2 separate regions of the Sus scrofa genome follow, and region 1 is linked to region 2. The links are chromatin contacts, called in public Hi-C maps. All regions are on one chromosome and are shown on one strand. The core of a region is the stretch at or near the end of the contact, and the rest is flanking DNA. Distances in the headings are between cores, read along the strand shown. Region 1 overlaps FHL2 (four and a half LIM domains protein 2). Region 2 has its middle 60 kb from the start of C3H2orf40.

Region 1 (5,294 bases), core at 2,742-5,241, 420 kb after region 2:
CCTGGCTTCTCAGGGAGACCTTCCCACCGAGGCCAAGCTGCAGGGTGGGGGCAGGCTCCAGGCTGTTCCTTCACACCCCATCCCCCAAGACTGGGGCAGAGCCAGAGCCCAAATCTGGCTGAACTACAGAACTTGCCAATAATTCAGTGTGGAGAGTAGATGCCAGGCAGACTCAAGTCCTGCTCACATTTTATTTATTTATTATTTATTTATTTTTTATTACTCAATGAATTTAAGTCCTGCTCACATTTTTAAACCCCTGGTGAGCTTCAAACATGTCAGCTGCCTGGGCCATGATTTGATTGTTACGGAGATGACCTGTGTGTTAGAGTTTTTAAAAGCTTCTCTGATGATTCAGATACACAGAAAAGCTTGAGACCTTCTGGCCTAAATCCCTGGTTTGGTTCTGCCTCAGGGCCAGAGCCCAGGCTCTGTGGTCTTCAGGTCTCTTAGAGCCCTTAGGGGTCTAGGGTTGGTAAAGGCAGTCAGTACCTTAGCATTTAAGACTTTAGGGAGAGAGGTGAAAAGCTTTGCTGTATGGCTCCATGAGTAGCAGAGGGAGTGTGGTATCAGAAAGAGAGCTGGCAGAGTTCCCTGGTGGCCCAGCAGGTTAAGGATCTGGTGTTGTCACCTCAGCGGTGCAGGTTCGTTCCCTGGCCCAGGAACTTCCACATGCCTCGGTGCAGCCAAAAAGGAAAGAGAGCTGGGTTTATGCCCAGCGCTGTCATCACCGTCCCAGGGGGATTAGGCTGAAGCTGCCCCATGGTCGGCCCAGGCAGTTATGTTACTAAAGGCAGCAACTGTGGGGTGAACCACAGACCTTCTGCTAGTCTGAGACCGCCAATGATTAGGAATGGAGTAGCCAATGTGGTTCCTTTGTTCTCAGTGTGGCAAACTGAACCGTTCTTTCTGGAAAGTATTGGAATTCGTGATCCAAATTTCACCAAAGAGAACCCCGTGTTTGCCTGCATTTTCTTGCTTGGTGGCTAGACGGACCAACTACATGGTCATAGGCGGCAGGGTACCTTAAGCACTCCATGAGGTTAGGCATGGGAGTCCAGCCCCCGAATTGAAATGCTCTGCCCTTCCTGTTCCCTCCCTGCTGTCCACACAGCTTTGCAACCTCCCTCCTCCCACCGGTCGCTGGAGCCCTGACTTGTGTCCACGTACGTCCTCGTGTGCCCTCCGCCACGGAGACACGGTTTATCCTCCCTTGCGCCCCTTTAGCACCTTGTCCATGAGCCCGGGACCTCGGAACTCCAGGCCTGGGGCGCCCCGTCAAGGAGCGAGAGGCTCCCCGCCTCACCGAGTTTCACTCCGGTGAGACAGGCAAATCCACGCAGTCGACTCCTTATTATGGTGACTGTCGTGTTGTTCTGGAGTGTTTCTCTGCTTCTCATTCAGGAGCGCCCCCACCCGAGCCCAGAATCCGAGTTAGGCGTGCAGCCCAGCACCCAGGCCCATGATCGGGCGGGGCCTGGACTCGACCCAGCCAGGGCACCCTCCCCGCCCCCGCCGCTGGTCCTCCCCTCCGTCTCCCTCCTCTCCCCCTCAACCCCATCCCCATCCGCCCTCCCCCGCCGCTCCCCACTCCCCCCCCCCGCCATCCTCCCATCCCGCCTCCTCCCCATCCTCACCTGCTCCCTCCCCGCCGCCCACAGGACTGGGCGGCACCAAGTACATCTCCTTCGAGGAGCGGCAGTGGCACAACGACTGCTTCAACTGCAAGAAGTGCTCGCTGTCGCTGGTGGGGCGAGGCTTCGTCACCGAGAGAGACGACATCCTGTGCCCCGACTGCGGGAAGGACATCTGAGCCGCTAGAGGGCCTGCTCGCGCTGCTTTCCCCCTGTGCGCCCCGCCCCGCCGCGCCCCGCCCCGCCCCGCCGCGCCCCGCCCCGCCCCGCCCCGCCGCGCCCCGCCCCCAGGTGGTGCCGCGGCCCCCGGCCCCGCCTGCTACCTGTGCCGCCCACACCTGTTTACAGCCTTGCTCCGCGCTTGTGCCTGAGGCCTAGGGAAGGAGGTCCTGGAGCCCGAAGTGGGAGGTGGTTGTGCATTCGTGGAATCACGCAAGGACAATCCGAGTGGAAACATCCTTTTGAATGCTATCTTTATAGACCGACCTTTCTTTCACTGTGTCTTTAATTATTAAGTGCAATTACCGCGAGTTAATGAAGGGTTGGTGTCAGGGCGTTGACCGGTGGCCTAGTGCTTGGCTTTTGGCGCTTTCGCGGCTACAGCCAGGGGCAGTAATCCCTGGCCTGGGACCTGAGATCTCACATCAAGCCAATACCCGCCAAAGCCAAAAAAATGGTATTTCCAAGGCCGTAACTTTGTCACGTGGAGCCCAAAGCAAGGTGAGCCGGCTCACGATAAAGTGATCCGGGAGGAAATCTTATGTCAAGTGCAGTGGGTCAAATATGAAACGTTAAGGGTCTCAGCATAAACAACACTTGACTGCAGCTTCCACTAGGGCTCTGACGGACTGAAATTGCATCAGGCCTTTTATCGAAAAGGAAGCCGCAGTCAGCACCAGGGCAGCTGCCTTCCTCTCTGACCCTTTCCCAGACTCCCTGGGAATTTAATGCTCAGCCTAGGATGTGGTGACATAAGCGACAGCACGTGAGCTGATGGACGTGCGGGCAGCACTGGGTCACTTTTCTGGACAGAGCTCGATGCTCTCCTGTGCTCCCGGCCAAGCCCTCACACCTGCCTGCCTTCTCCTCCGTGAGTGGAGGCTTACAGGAGGCACAGGTGACTCCAGACCAGAGTTGATGTCCTGCGCACCTGTATTTTGTCAACACCTGGGCAACTGAGGCCACCTGGGAGCCTTCTGTGAGTGTTTCTGAAGGATAAGAAGGGAAATCACAGCTCTAAATAGAACACTCCTTTTCAGGTAGGCTCCTGAGCTGACTTCTAAAGGTTCGCTATGCCCTAGACCCAGAAAACCCCAAAAAATCACTGCACATCAAGAGGTTAAGGTTTTTGTGCTCACCTTTTTTTGGCCACGCCCTTGGCATGTGGAATTTATGCCAACTTACCAGGTAGGGCATGGCATGGTTCTTTTTGGGATAACAACTGTGATTTTTTTGTCCTTAGCTTTCTAAGATAATGCAGTATGATACAATGATCGGCTATGCAGCAGAAAAATCTGGTTGAACTCAAGTCCCACCTACGCAGAGCATCTGTGAAGCCAGTTTCTTAATCTGAGTGCTGGTCACTGTGAGAAGTGCTTGATTGTGGCTGAAACGGGCCTCTGGCTGTATGGTCTGTTGGCTGGAGGCTTTGCTCAAAAAAAATAACCACCACCCCCCTCCACCTTGTTAGTTGCTTTGCTGGCTCTTACTTTATGATATAAAGGTAAATGCATTCTTGCAAATGTGCTTTTTAAAATAAAAATAGCAAAATTCAAAAAAAATTTTTTCTATGTCTTCATGATGGAACATTTTCCCTGATCTTCATTAAAACCAATGATACACTAGATGGAGCACAATTCCATGTCTAGCGAGTAGCTCTGTTGGAATAACAACCTCCTTCAAGTAACAACCATTCTGGACAAATTATATATATGTGTGTGTTTTGGCTGCTCCTGCATCATGTGTAAGTTCCCAAGCCAGAGATTGGACCTGTGCCACAGCAGCGACAATGCCAGATCCTCAAACTGCTTCACCACAAGAGAACTCCTGGACAAAAATATTTTTAAAAATTTGGAAATCCAGGAGCATGACCCACAGCAGGAAGTCTTTGGAGGGAAGTCTTTGAAGAAGAGGGAGGGTTTCCCACTCTTACGGCTCTGAGCTCAGGGCCAGCTCACTGGCTTGCAGAACCAGAGGGCAGAGCTGGGGACAAACAGATCCTGGGAAGTAAATGGGAAAGTTCTAGAAAAGAGAGCCTCATGGTATGTGCATGAAAGCCCTACAAATCTCTAGCTGAACCACTGGACTCCAAGCAGCCCAGCCAAGGCTCAAACAACTGCCAGGGAGGGACTTCTGGAATGGAAAGGTGCAGAGCTCAGCTGACCCTCTGCCAGTGAAACAGTGCTTTAGCTGGGAACTATTTATACAGACCGAATAACTTAGTCTCTGAAAATATCCCCAGAGGCATACAGCAAATGGAGAGACATTTATTCAGGAAAATCTGCATGTTAATGAGAAGAGTGAGCCCCTGTGGCATCTGAGCCACAGCCGATCCTGTCCTGCCCCCACTCCCCGTGTCACATGACAGAAGCTCTGCTCTGGGCAGTTGCAGCCAGGAGTGGAAGGGCTCCCATGGTCCAGGGCTCTGCCCCAGGGGAAGAGGCTGAAAATCGGGGGGGGGGGGCTCTGATCCCCCCTGCACCAGCCTGCTCACAGGGTGGAGTTTTCACATTGGAAGGTGTGCTCTGAGAAGACTGGGGGCTACCAGCCCCCCTACTTCCCAGCACCTACTTATGGAGGAGTCCTGCCCCAGGCTCTGCGAATGGCAACTCAGCAGCTCTGCACCGAGAGCACTGACTTTTTATCTGGTACCAAGAATAGAGAAATCTGTGCCTGAGGGGACTGTCAAAATCAAGAGCGATCTTGGTGGCAGACAGTTAAGAGGGGGCTGGGGGCTCCAGGATACCAATAGCAAAAAGCAAAATGGCAGCCCAGTTTGAAGTTTAACAAGGGAAAGAGCTAAGAAGAGCCATCCCAGAATCCCACTCAGCCCTGGGGGCCAGGAGCGTGCAGGCTGTACCCACTCAGGGACAGTCAGAGTGGGACTGGACAGGCCTGAACACATTCCCAAGCCACACCAGATTCTCAGAGCAAACACTGCTGAGCGTTTAAAGAATTGAAGGGATGGTCATGAGAACAGTCACTCCTCAGAGAACTGAGGTATTGGTTAATAAGGAGGTAAACAGGGTAAGAAAAGAATCAAATAGAAATTCTGGAGTTGAAAAGTGCATGACAAAATTCACTAGAAGGGTCAATAGTAGATTTCAGTTGGGAGAAGAAAAACATTAGTGAACTTGAAGATAGATCAACAAAGATTATGAACTTGAAAAACAGGAGCTCCCATTGTGCCTCAGAGAATTAAGAACACAGCATAGTCTCCACAAGGATGCAAATTTGCTCCCTGGCCTTGCTCAGTGGGTTAAGGATCTGGTATGGCCACAAGGGGCAGCGTAGGTCGCAGATGCAGCTTGGACCTGGTGCTGTGGCTGTGGTGTAGGCCAGCAGCTGCAGCTCCCCATTCGACCCCTAGCCTGGGAACCTCCATATGCTGAGGGTGAGGGCCTAAAAAGAAAAAAAAAAAGAAAAGAAATTGAAAAACAG
Region 2 (5,362 bases), core at 2,564-5,063:
TTATTTATTTATTTATTTATTTATTTGGTCTTTTTAGGACTGCGCCCACAGCATATGGAGGTTCCTAGACTAGGGGTCCAATTAGAGCTACAGCTGCCAGCCTATGCCAGAACCACAGCAACGCCAGATCCGAGCCACATCTGCGACCTACACCATAGCTCATGGCAACGAGGGATCCTTAACCCACTGAGCGAGGCCAGGAATCGAACCCACAACCTCACTGTTCCTAGTCAGATTCGTTTCCACTGTGCCATGAGAGGAACTCATCTTAAAGACAGAAAATTTAAGATGAAAAAACCACAAACAGCTCACACAAATACGAGCACCCAAAGAAGGAGGCAAACTAGCTCACAAATTGAGTAAAAGTCCAACAACTCTTTCCACCAACAGGGTGAACCCCTCACGTACAGAACACACCGGTTTGTTCCAGAGGAGAAGCCCTGGATGGAGAGGAAGTAAAGTTCCCGGCTCCACACCCCGGGAGACTTACCCGACTGTGTGGATCCTGACGGCTCCCAAATGTCCATTCCTAGTTCCAGCTGCCAAGCTCTGGGGCACCTGGTGCTGCTTTGGGGACTTTTGAAGGGCAGGTCCTCAGCACAAGGGGCCCTGGCAGCCGCTAGGGCCTTATTCAATATTCCCCAACTGGGCCTGCCGGGCCATGGGCAGCAAGGTTCTTTCCTGCGTTTGCCGAAGTCTGTTTCGGAGTCCAGACTTGTACTGTTCCCTGCATGACAGGCCAAGAAATCCAGAGAGGAGTTGTGGGGACAAGGACTAGAGACTTTATCCAGAAAGCCAGCGGACCGAGAAGATGGTGTGCTTGTGCCCAAAAGAACCACCTTCCCTGAGTTAGGAGTCAGGCTCCTTTTCTGCTCAGAGGGGCGGGAGTAAAGCCAAGCATTTCCAGGTCCCTTGCATCCTCTGAAGGGATGTGTTCACGGCTTCCACCTGCAGCCATTCCCAGGTGCGGCTGGTCAGGGGGCTCCCGGGAGTTAAACAGGGTGTTTTAACTTCATGCTCATTACCTGGAAGGCAGGTGCCCAGAGCTGGGCTGTGAGGTACAATTTAAGCCTATAGGAAACCTTCCTTTCGGGATTAACTGAAGAACATGGAGGTTCTTCGCTATGTTGTGTCCAGTCTAGAAAATGACACTAATCAGATGTGTTTTAAAACCACGTCTCTAATAAACTAACTGTGGTCCTTGGACACTGTGGAATTCCATAACCTAAGGAGCACAGATGCTCTCCAACCACATGCAACAGTGTGAATTAATGTGTGCATAAAGAGAATATTCCATGCAAGAAACTGGGCCCAAAGGAATACCCACTGTATGGTGACATTTCCATAAAGTGCAGACACAGGCTAAAGGCATCTACGGTGTCAGAGGTTAGGAGAGGGGTCACCACTGGGAACCTGGTGACAGGAAGGGGCAGGAGCGGGGTTCTAGAAGCACTGGTAGCTTTTTGGTTTTTTTCTATAGAAAACAGACCTTTTTTGGGTGTTTTTAGGGCCGCCTCCGCAGTATATGGAAATTCCCAGGATAGGGGTCGAATTGGAGCTATAGCTGCCAGCCTACACCACAGCCACAGCAACACAGGATCTGAGTTACGTCTGCGACCTACACCCCAGCTCACGGCGACACTGGATCCTTAACCCACTGAGCAAGGCCAGGGATTGAATCTGCATCCTCATGGATCCTAGTCTGGTTTGTTATGCTGAACCATGATGGGAACTCCTAAAAACCCACTTTATTGAGTTATGATTGATGTACAAAAGTCTATTTGTACGTAATGTATAAAACTTGATGAGTTTGGAGATGAACATACACCTGTGAAACCACCACCTTGATCTGTGCTTTAAGCATACGCCTCCCGCCCTCTTTATTACTGTTTGTGTGTGTGTGATAAGAACCTGCCCTCTCAGCAAAGCCGTTAAGTATCCGACACAGCATCACAGACTCTGGGCACTAGGCTGTACAACCTCTCAAATGTACTCACGGGCCCTCAGTGAACTAAATGAGTAAACGAGCTTTTGTCCTTTGGAACCTGGGACTGTGTTTTCCCTTATCTAGAAACAGAGTCCACAAATGGGGTGTTAGACTTGCAAGACGTGGCAGAGCTCACGACTTCACTCCCTGCCTCGCTGACCGCTGACCACCATCTCCTGTCCCCTTCCAGCTCTGCCCTTTTGTCCCTGTTTCCACTCTTAGCCCCATACATGCTCCTTTCACACCACCTGGAAAAATGGGCTCCAAATGACTTCAGCTGCTCCCTCCCTTTCAGGAGTGAGGGCTTTGGGAAATCCATCCTTATGTTACTGGAAAGATGTTACCAGAATCCGGATTCTTGTCCACGGAGCCAAAGAATAAACTCCGAGAACACACAGGAAGCAAGCAAGAAAGCAAAAGTCCTTATAACAGGAAAGCAAACAGCTCTGAGGACAGGCTGAGACGGGGGAAGAAGAGTCCCCCTCTCTATTGTTCTATGGGGGTTTTATCTCTTAAAGATGTGGAGGTACCAATGTGGGGTCTAGATATCAGTTCTTTTTCCCATTGGCCTTGCCCAGTTCACCTATATCAGTCCTTGGCCAATAGGGGTCTTAGGGGTGGAAATAGTCACTAAGTCATGGTTCCTTTGCCCTTCCCTTCCCTAGTCTAGGAGTCGCCATTCCTTTCATTCCTTTCCTATCAGTGGAGGAGTGGGTTAGAGATTAATGCCCACCTGGATGTAAAGCAGATCTACTCCCTGTCGTAAGCAAGGCCAGTGAGGATGTTACTCTCTGGAGCCCGTAAGTCACGGATGTTAATCAATAACCATATCAAAGAACATATCGAAGCCCATATTCCTACACTACCTACCTGAGTTTTTATTCGGCCTCACTTAAGCTATAACACAGTGCTCAGTGCATGCTCCATACACGTCCCATGTCCTGTGTGTGAGGCCATTCCCTCCACTGGAGAAGCTATGGTTCTGTGACACAGCCCCATTGAACATTAGCCATAGATCTGTGGATAGAACCAAAAACCTTATTCTGCTTATTCTGCATCCTGTTTTTCAAAATACCTATATGCATAGCCAGTTCCTTAAATGGCTTTCTAAACCACCATTTTTATTCTGCAGGTTCTCCTGTTACAGATGTAATAGGTTTTTGGGTATTTTGGGGGGGGGTCTTTTTAGGGCCGCACCTGTGTCATATGGAGGTTCCCAGGCTTGGGGTCCGATCAGAGCTGTTAGCTACAGGCCTACACCACAGCCACAGCAACTTGGGATCCAAGCCGTGTCTTCAACGTACACCACAACTCAGAGCAACACTGGATCCTTAACCCACTGAGCAAGGCCAGGGATCAAACCTGCATCTTCATGGATGCTAGCTGGGTTTGCCATCCACTGAGTCCATGATGGGAACTCATGGAATATGTCTTTGACAGTATTGACTCAAGCTTCAGATGACACCATACTTTTGACCTATTGAAAGTTACACTCTGAGCCCTGAAAGATATGCAAAATATAAATGACAACTTCTGCCCTGCTCCAAGGGGGAGGGGGAGGGAGCAAGAAAGCAAAGGAGGGGGATGCAAGCGCTGGAAACATAGGGATATCTTCCGGAGCCTGAGTGTGGGGAGAGGCCCAGGCAGTGAGGAACTAGGACACCCAGGGCTCCAGGGTACTTCCCAGGATGGGTGGGTGCTGGGAGCCCCTCCCCTTAAGCCGCATGATCCCTGCATCAACGTGGACCTGGGTCTTGTCACCACCTTTAGGGCGGGTAGTCTAATTCCTGAGATACGGCCCCTGGGGGGCAGCAGACTGACACAATCAGGCTTATTTACCACTCGGCTCACAGTCCAGGGCAGTCGGTGGCTAAGGGCCCAGGGCCTGGGCTGCACATGTCACATAGAAACCAGACTCCTTCATCTGTGGCTCCCCCTCTTCCAGGGCCTCGGAGTCCTTGGCTGGGCCCCCCACTGCGGCCAGTGGACAGAAAGCTGGTGCCCCTCAATCACCCTGATTTCCTGCCCAGCACCAGGCCACAGCTGCTGGGGGCAGGGGACACTGAGGAGGAAGTGACAGGGTCAGGCCCAGTGTGTGCTCGGTGATACTGACACCAGGGCTCCCATAAACCACAAGCTTGAAGGGCCAGGAGAAGGGATCCACCCTCGAGGCAGTGGACCTGGAAGGAAGGAGCAAAGATGCTGCCTCTCGTTCCACAGACCTGAACTGTCCTGCCGCTGGAGTCCATCCAGGAGCCAGGCCGGCCCCGGAACGAGGGCCCCAGCCTCGCCCAGCTCGCATTCCGTACTTGGTTCCTGCTGAGCAGGACAGGGACCCACAGGCTCCCCGGTTCCTCGCTTGTGGATCTGGACAAAAGGCTCTCACTGAACCGCGCTGCTTTCCCTGGAGGAAACGGCTGCCCTTTGCTCCTGGTGACGCCTTTTGGTAAACTTCCTTTTGATAGAAGGACACAAAGCCCAACTTGTCCCAAACAGGCCCAGCAGAGGGGGCTCGGTGTCAATAGTGTCCTCTCCAGTGGACAGCGGCTCCTAATCTCCAAATGGCTTCAAGCGCCGCCAAGGTTAGCCTGTGATGGTTCTGAAAGATGTCGCCTCTGAGGTTACAAGACACCCCACTGCCTCCCATTGGCAGGGTTCCCGGGAGCCTCTGATCAGCCAAACCCCAGCTCTTGGCCTGCTTGGAATCTGCACCAGGGAAAACTATAGAGTCTTGCAGAATCAGGGGCTGGGTCAGAGGAGTAGCAGGTGCTGCTGGAGGCGGGGCTTTCAATGTAATGGACCCTGGGCAAGCGTCCCGGGCTTTTGTCTGAAAACAGAACTGCCGAGGAACCATGGGTGGTGGAAGAGGCCTTGTGATGTTGGAAGACTGGAAATCAGGCTGATTATAGGGACAAAGCAAGGAAACAAAACGGGAGGGAGAAGCTTCAGGGCAGAGGTCGGCGACAGCGAGGCTGGGCTGCAGGCCGGGTCTGACGTCAGCAGAGGGGCCGGCAGAGGCTGCAGTCCCATCACATTGCTCCCAGGGCTGCAGACCAGCTGCCTACCCGGCCTGGGACCATCTCTGCTGATCAGACTGAGAACATCAGAATGACCGGGGTCATGGTTGTACCGTTGTTCTGGGCTCCCCCAGACCAGAATGATCCCCGCTCCCATGTGCCCCTACAACCACCCCCATGTTTCTAAGAACAGCTGCCCGCTGCCTTCTCTCCTTTGTGTGTGTATGTGTCTTTTTAGGGCCGCACCCATGGCAAATGGATGTTGCCAGGCTAGGGGTCAAATCGGAGCTATAGCTGCCAGCCTACACCTCAGACACAGCAATGTGGGATCTGAGCCACGTGTACACAACAGCTGACA

The links. Hi-C and Micro-C count contacts between places; a contact is called where the count stands out from the background.
Region 1: a Hi-C map of fetal skeletal muscle shows a contact between it and region 2, with 3 times the contacts expected there. The contact joins two enhancer-like sites. A contact is called at or near these places in 12 of 47 Hi-C or Micro-C datasets (embryonic fibroblasts, fetal skeletal muscle, heart right ventricle and 7 more).

The regions. Positions count from the first base shown.
Region 1 is chr3:49,445,045-49,450,338 of Sscrofa11.1, forward strand. It overlaps FHL2 (four and a half LIM domains protein 2), which reads left to right. Exons shown (of 6, transcript XM_021087113.1): 6 at 1,662-3,415. The coding sequence ends at 1,813. Among named protein-coding and RNA genes, the nearest start is that of C3H2orf49, 18 kb to the right of the region's middle. Within about 2 kb of position 3,992, at least 4 of the 83 cell types and tissues checked have an H3K27ac peak or open chromatin away from gene starts, as enhancers often do. A contact at or near this core is called in fetal skeletal muscle and skeletal muscle, where this site is marked.
Region 2 is chr3:49,028,743-49,034,104 of Sscrofa11.1, forward strand. No RefSeq gene overlaps it. Among named protein-coding and RNA genes, the nearest start is that of C3H2orf40, 60 kb to the left of the region's middle. Within about 2 kb of position 3,814, at least 32 of the 83 cell types and tissues checked have an H3K27ac peak or open chromatin away from gene starts, as enhancers often do. A contact at or near this core is called in fetal skeletal muscle and skeletal muscle, where this site is marked.